Regions from separate parts of the Sus scrofa genome. Here region 1 is linked to region 2. The links are chromatin contacts, called in public Hi-C maps. All regions are on one chromosome and are shown on one strand. The core of a region is the stretch at or near the end of the contact, and the rest is flanking DNA. Distances in the headings are between cores, read along the strand shown. Region 1 overlaps RAI1 (retinoic acid-induced protein 1). Region 2 holds the start of SREBF1 (sterol regulatory element binding transcription factor 1).

The links. Hi-C and Micro-C count contacts between places; a contact is called where the count stands out from the background.
Region 1: a contact with region 2 is called in a Hi-C map of retroperitoneal adipose tissue, with 1.6 times the contacts expected there. The contact joins the enhancer-like site here to the promoter of SREBF1 in region 2. A contact is called at or near these places in 1 of 5 promoter capture datasets (liver), 3 of 47 Hi-C or Micro-C datasets (heart right ventricle, retroperitoneal adipose tissue and subcutaneous adipose tissue) and 2 of 2 datasets of contacts at active chromatin or transcription factors (alveolar macrophages and skeletal muscle).

Annotation. Positions count from the first base shown.
Region 1 is chr12:60,838,213-60,840,912 of Sscrofa11.1, reverse strand. The region is part of intron 1 of RAI1 (retinoic acid-induced protein 1); the gene reads left to right. Among named protein-coding and RNA genes, the nearest start is that of RAI1, 15 kb to the left of the region's middle. Within about 2 kb of position 1,377, at least 21 of the 83 cell types and tissues checked have an H3K27ac peak or open chromatin away from gene starts, as enhancers often do. A contact at or near this core is called in retroperitoneal adipose tissue, where this site is marked.
Region 2 is chr12:60,732,662-60,735,361 of Sscrofa11.1, reverse strand. It overlaps SREBF1 (sterol regulatory element binding transcription factor 1), which reads right to left and starts at 1,395. Exons shown (of 19, transcript NM_214157.1): 1 at 1,295-1,395. The coding sequence starts at 1,385.

The DNA of each region.
Region 1 (2,700 bases), core at 128-2,627, 110 kb before region 2:
TCGCTCGTCCCGGCTGGGCACCGCCCGCCGTGTGGAGTTGAATCCGGTGGCAAGACGAGGGTGTGTCTGTGTGTTTTCCCAGGCCTGTGTGTGCGCGGCGTGGGTTTGTCTGTCTTTGGGGGCTTCTGTACGTGGAGGGTGATGGTTCTTCCGTGGTCACTGCATCCAGGCACGTGTCTGACTCTGTATCTGGGTGGGCGCCCGTGTGTGCACGTGTCTCGGCTGGGAGACAGGGTGGAGGGTGTGGGTTTTGTGAGCATGTCCTGCGTGCTTGTGGGTGGTGGGATCCCCGACGCGGTGGGGGCTGTGTTTGTGGGTGGGACCTGAGTGTGTCGGGTTCGTGTGTAAGTCCTGTGTGGGAGGCTTGTCTCTGCACACACGGGGAGTGGCTGCAGGGCTTCACATCTGTGGCCCAGGCGGTGGCCGCTGGCTGAGTTGTTGGCATCTGCCCTCCCCTCGCCCTGGGCACCGAGTCCTGTGACCCTGCGTGGCCGCTGACAACCTTCGGGGACTGAAGGCCCGCTGACAACCCCCCACTGCGTCCGGTGGGACCTGACCTTCCCTGCCCGGCGGCTCAGACCGGAGGGAACTCGGGTCAAGGTGGCCCCGGCCCGTGATGCCCGGATGGGAAACTGAGGCCCAGGGCACACAGCCTGTGGCGACCAAGCCGGGCCCCAGCCCTCCGCTCCGCAGCCCCTGCCTGGGCCTCAGCTTGCCCTTCTGTGCCAGGCTCTGGGCCCAGCCGTGCGCCTGCACAGAGGCCCTGGCACGGAGGAGGCAGGGGTCACGCATGTTGATCCAGCCCAGAGGTGGCAGCAAGATGGTGAGGAATGAGGGGTCGAGGCTGCTCTGGGGGCGTCTCTGTCCCTCCTCTAGAAGCAGCACCCCCCCCCACAGCCCAGACACCACCCAGGGGTGTTGGGTTTTCCTCAACACCCCCCCCGCCCCCCAGCAGCTCGTGTGTCTGTCACTACGGTTCTAATGTGGCTGCCCAGGCCCGAGGGACAGAGACCTTTGCGGCTGCGGGGGTGGCGTCAGGCTGGGCAGGGGGCGCCGCTCTCCTGCTGCCCGGTCCATCCAGGCCCCTGAGCCTGCTGGGCTGGGGGCGCGGGGCCGCCCTGGCACACCGCTTCCTTTGGCGTTGCTGTTGGCAGCAGTAATACCTCGGGCCCATAGGTGTGTTCGTGGCCTCCTGTGCCAGGAGTGAAATCAGCCGTGATCTGAGCATTCCTGAGCCCTGCCCTGGGGAGCTGGGGCCCGGGAAGGACAGGAATAAATAAGTTTCCGGCCTCACACGCATCCCCGAAGGGCAGGCCTGCCTGTCAGGCGCTTAGAGAGCAGAGCGCAGGCTTGCGGTTTCTCCCCTGGACGGAGCGGGAGGCCTGGGCCTCGGCTGGCGGCTGCTCTGGGCGCCGGACAGGCTCAGCTGGGACATGAGTGAGTCAGGAGAGCCAGATCCTTGCTCTGTGGCCCCGGCCACCGCCCACCTTCTCTGGGCTCCCCAGGACGGGACGTTTCCTTCCAGCTCTGTCACCTCTGCATGGAACGCAGGCCAGTGTGTGTCACCTCTTCCCGAGTTCTTTGCCCCCCCACCCCTGCCGCCAGGGCCCTCGAGACATCTGTTGGCAACAGCCTTGACTTTGGAATGCCAGGGGCACTGCCCCGGGGGACGCCAGGAGCCTCGCTCTGCACTGCCTCAGGCCCCACCTGCCTTTCTGCCTTAGTCTGTCTGCTCTCAGGCCCCACTGTGTCCGCAGCAGAGGGAGCATCTCTTCGTTGGTTCACCTGCCCCCGAGAGTCCCGGACGCCTGTTTATTGCCAGGCACCGGGCTGCGCCTTAGACCGCAGGCCACACTGGCTGTGATCCTGCCACGTCTGACCCACGGATCGTATTGAGAGCCCGCCCGTGTTTGGGGGTGGGGGGCAAACGAATTGCCGGGGAGTGATCCCGGGGGAGGTGAGATTCCACCCCCAGTTCTCGTTCACAGCTCACCTGGCTTATTGTGTCTGCTTCCCTCAAGGCCACGGTGGTGGCGCCGGCCACAGCTCGACCAGCCGGCGGGGGTGGCATGGCACAGCTCCTCGTAGCCACAGCACCCCCCCCACCCCGCGTGTCCTCCTGGCCGTGTCGCACTTGGTGGTGTGGCTTCCTGGTTGCGAGCCCAGCCCCGGAGCCAGACTGCCGGGCGAATCCCGCTCCCGTCCAAGCCTCAGTTTCCTTCTCTGCAGAAGGGGCGTCACAGTGGCCAGGACCCGGACGTCCCGTCGAGGCTCACAGGTGACGACTGGGACCCGTGAGGACGCGGGTTTGACCCCTGGCCTCGCTCAGTGGGGTAAGGATCCGGCGTGGCCGAGGTGCAGGCCTGCAGCTGCAGCGCCAGTTCAGCCCCCAGCCTGGGAACCTCCACGTGCGCGGGTGCGGCCCTAAAAATACAAAAGTAGATAAATTAAAAAAGCCAAATCAAACCAAATAAAAGCGATAGTAAGGAGACACCGGCTCCTGGATGCGCTGGGGGGATTCAGCGGGAGAATTTTAGCTGCTCGCGCGTTGGCTGCTGCTGTTGTTGAGTAAATGAGCCACCTGCAGGCGGCGACCTGGGTTCCGGCGCCCTCGCTGGGGACCCCGTGGGTCACACCCGCCTCCAGGCCTGTGTCCCCAGCCGTGGCTTCGGGGGAGAGGCACCTGCCCTCTCTGTTCCA
Region 2 (2,700 bases), core at 146-2,645:
TCTCAACCCTCATTCCTGGGGACCTGGAGACTCTCGGGTGCTGCCAGCTCTGCATTCCGCAAGGCTGCAGGAGGGCAGAAGTGGGGGCTTAGCTCTGTCCATTTTGCTAACCCCCGGGGCTGTAAGCAGGCTTGAGCTGTGGTTTCTCAGGCGGGCCCGTGCTTGGTGGGACCAAGGAGAGAAGCAGGCATGTGATACCCGGGGGGGCCACAGGCTCCAAGGACACGTGCATCCAGGTTGTGGGAGGTTTGAGTCCTGTGCTCTTGCCCTGTTTTCTCATCAACCGACAGCAAGGAAGCCAGCGTGGCCGAAACTGCCCAGCAACCATGGAGGCAACTCGCTAGGGCCTGGGACTGCGTGCTGCACAGCCAGGCAACAGCCTCCCAACTGTCCCTGCTGCGCCTTCTCTGCAGAACAACCAGAGCGGTGCTTCCACAGCTAAGTGAGCGGCGCAGCTGCCCCCTCCTCTCCTTGGCCGACCTCCCTCGGCCAACCTGCCTAGCCTCACCTCCCGGGCATCTCTAAGTCCTCGCCATGCTTGCCGGACGACATCCTTCCTGGCTGGTCCGGGATGACCCACAGGTCTCACCCCACCGATCCCCACGAAGCTGCTGCCCAGCCCCTGAGCTACCACAAGGTGTAACTAAACATCCACGTATGGGTTTCCCTGGGGATTTTTGTGCTCCCAAGAAAAGGGGGGCCCAGGTTTGTCTGTGAACCCCTGGTGCCTGGGACGGGGCCTGATATTCAGCGGAGGCTCGATAAATGCGTGCCCACGCCGGCTGCGAGAACCGGACGCGGGCGGGCAAGGGCGGGAGGACGCCTGCGCGCATGCGCGAGGGCTCCAGCGCCGAGCTGAACTCTCGGGCCGGAGGGAATGACCGAGAGTAACCTCCCGCTGACGTCACGGCTGAGCGGGGGCGGGGCCTCGGCGACGCCCGGATCCCAGGCTCCCGCCGAGGCCGCCTCTGGGCTGAGGCTTCACAGGTCGCGGGGCGCGGCCCGGGACGGCCGGAGGCGCACGTGCCCGGTGCCGGGCCTCCCAGGACCCGGCGCGGCCCGAGACTCCAGGGCGGGCGCGGGAGGGTCCGCGCGGACAGGACAGCGAGGCCGGCGGCGCTCGGCCCAGGGACGCGGAGCGCCCCGAGCGCCCCGCAAGGAGTCAGCGCCCCGGCCCCCGCTCCGCGCCCGCACCCCGCGCCCCCGGCGCCCGCATCCCCCGCCACCCAAGAGACAAAGGCGAACGCAGCCTGCGCGCCGCACTTGCGCGGAGCCCGGTGGGTCCCTGACGCACCTTCGATGTCGGTCAGCAGCGCCGCGTCCAGCTCGCATGGCTCGGCCAGCGCCTGCTCCAAGGCTGCCTCTGTGAAGGGCGGCTCGTCCATGGCGCAGTCGCCTCCTCCCGGCGGCCCGCCGGGACCGCCGCAGCCGCTCTGCGCGTTCGCGTCACGCCCTGGCCTCGGTGGGGCCCGGCGCCCGAGAAAAGTTCCTCGGAAACTGGGTTCCCCCGCGGCGGCTCTGCGGGCGGGGCGGGGCGGGGCCTGGACTTGCGGGGAGGCTCCGCCCCCAGCGGACGGGCCCGCCCCACCTGGGGAAAGCCGAGATCCCGGCCGCGTCTGTCCCGCACACCCGCCGCGCCGGCCCCTCCATCCAAGTGGGGTGCCGACTCCTGCGGGGCTGGGGCAGACCCCGGCCTCTCCAGCACCAAGCGAGGGGGCCGAGTGGAAGCCGCAGGACTGGGTCCCTCCCAGAGATCTCCGGACCTGGGGAGGGAGGGAGGTGACCCTACAAAACCCACATCCGTGGTCTGGCTCTTTAGAAGACAGACCACCCAAGTTCAAGCTCTAAGACCCGCTGTGCGGCCTCGGGGCCCGTTACGTCAGCACTGTGTGCCTCGGTTTCCTCAGCTGTGACCGCCTTGATGACACCTGCACAAGGTCACAGCCACTCAGGGCAGCAACAGGGCTGGGGCCTGGGGCTATCTGACCCCCATCTTGGTACCTGTCCCCAGGAGCAGTCGGGATGAGGAAGGGGCAGACTGCTTTAGACCCGGGCCACCTTGCCCTAGGTCATGACACGTGGAGGGCCAGGTCCGAGGAGGCAGCCCGGCTGGGGAGGGAGGTCCTGTGGGTTGGGGGCGGAGCTGGGCGGCGGGGGAGGCGGTCTGAGTAAGCCAGAACTAACATTCAGGTTCTGGAAGTGGGAAGGCTGCCTGTGCGAGAGGGCAGCCACGGAGACGACCCCCGCCTCGGGGGAGTGCAGCCATCCTGAGTCCTGCTTCGCTCAGACTGCACACCCTCCGAGGGGGTAAAAGGAGTGGAACACTTTGGACTGGAGGGGCGGGGTGCTCGGGCCACGAGAGGCCTTGGAGGTCCAAGTCCCGGGGGTTCAGCCTAGACACGCAGGGCTCTTTGTGCCCCTCCCAGAAGTAGCTGCTGTGGAAAATTACCCAGAACCGGGGTGGCCAGGGCCGGGATATCCAAACCACATCTGTCCCCCCAGTGGCCCTGCTCAAGGATCTCCCAGCATGGCACTCCAGATGAATTAATGCTGGGGAACGGGGGATCCCCCTTCTCGGCCCCCTGCATCCTGCCGCCCCTGGCCCCACCACCCCAAGTAGGAGCCAAGCACCCAGAAGTCTTGTGGATCTGGTGACTCTCCTGAAAATCTTTCCCCGTGCGAGTCAAGCCTAAAGAGCAC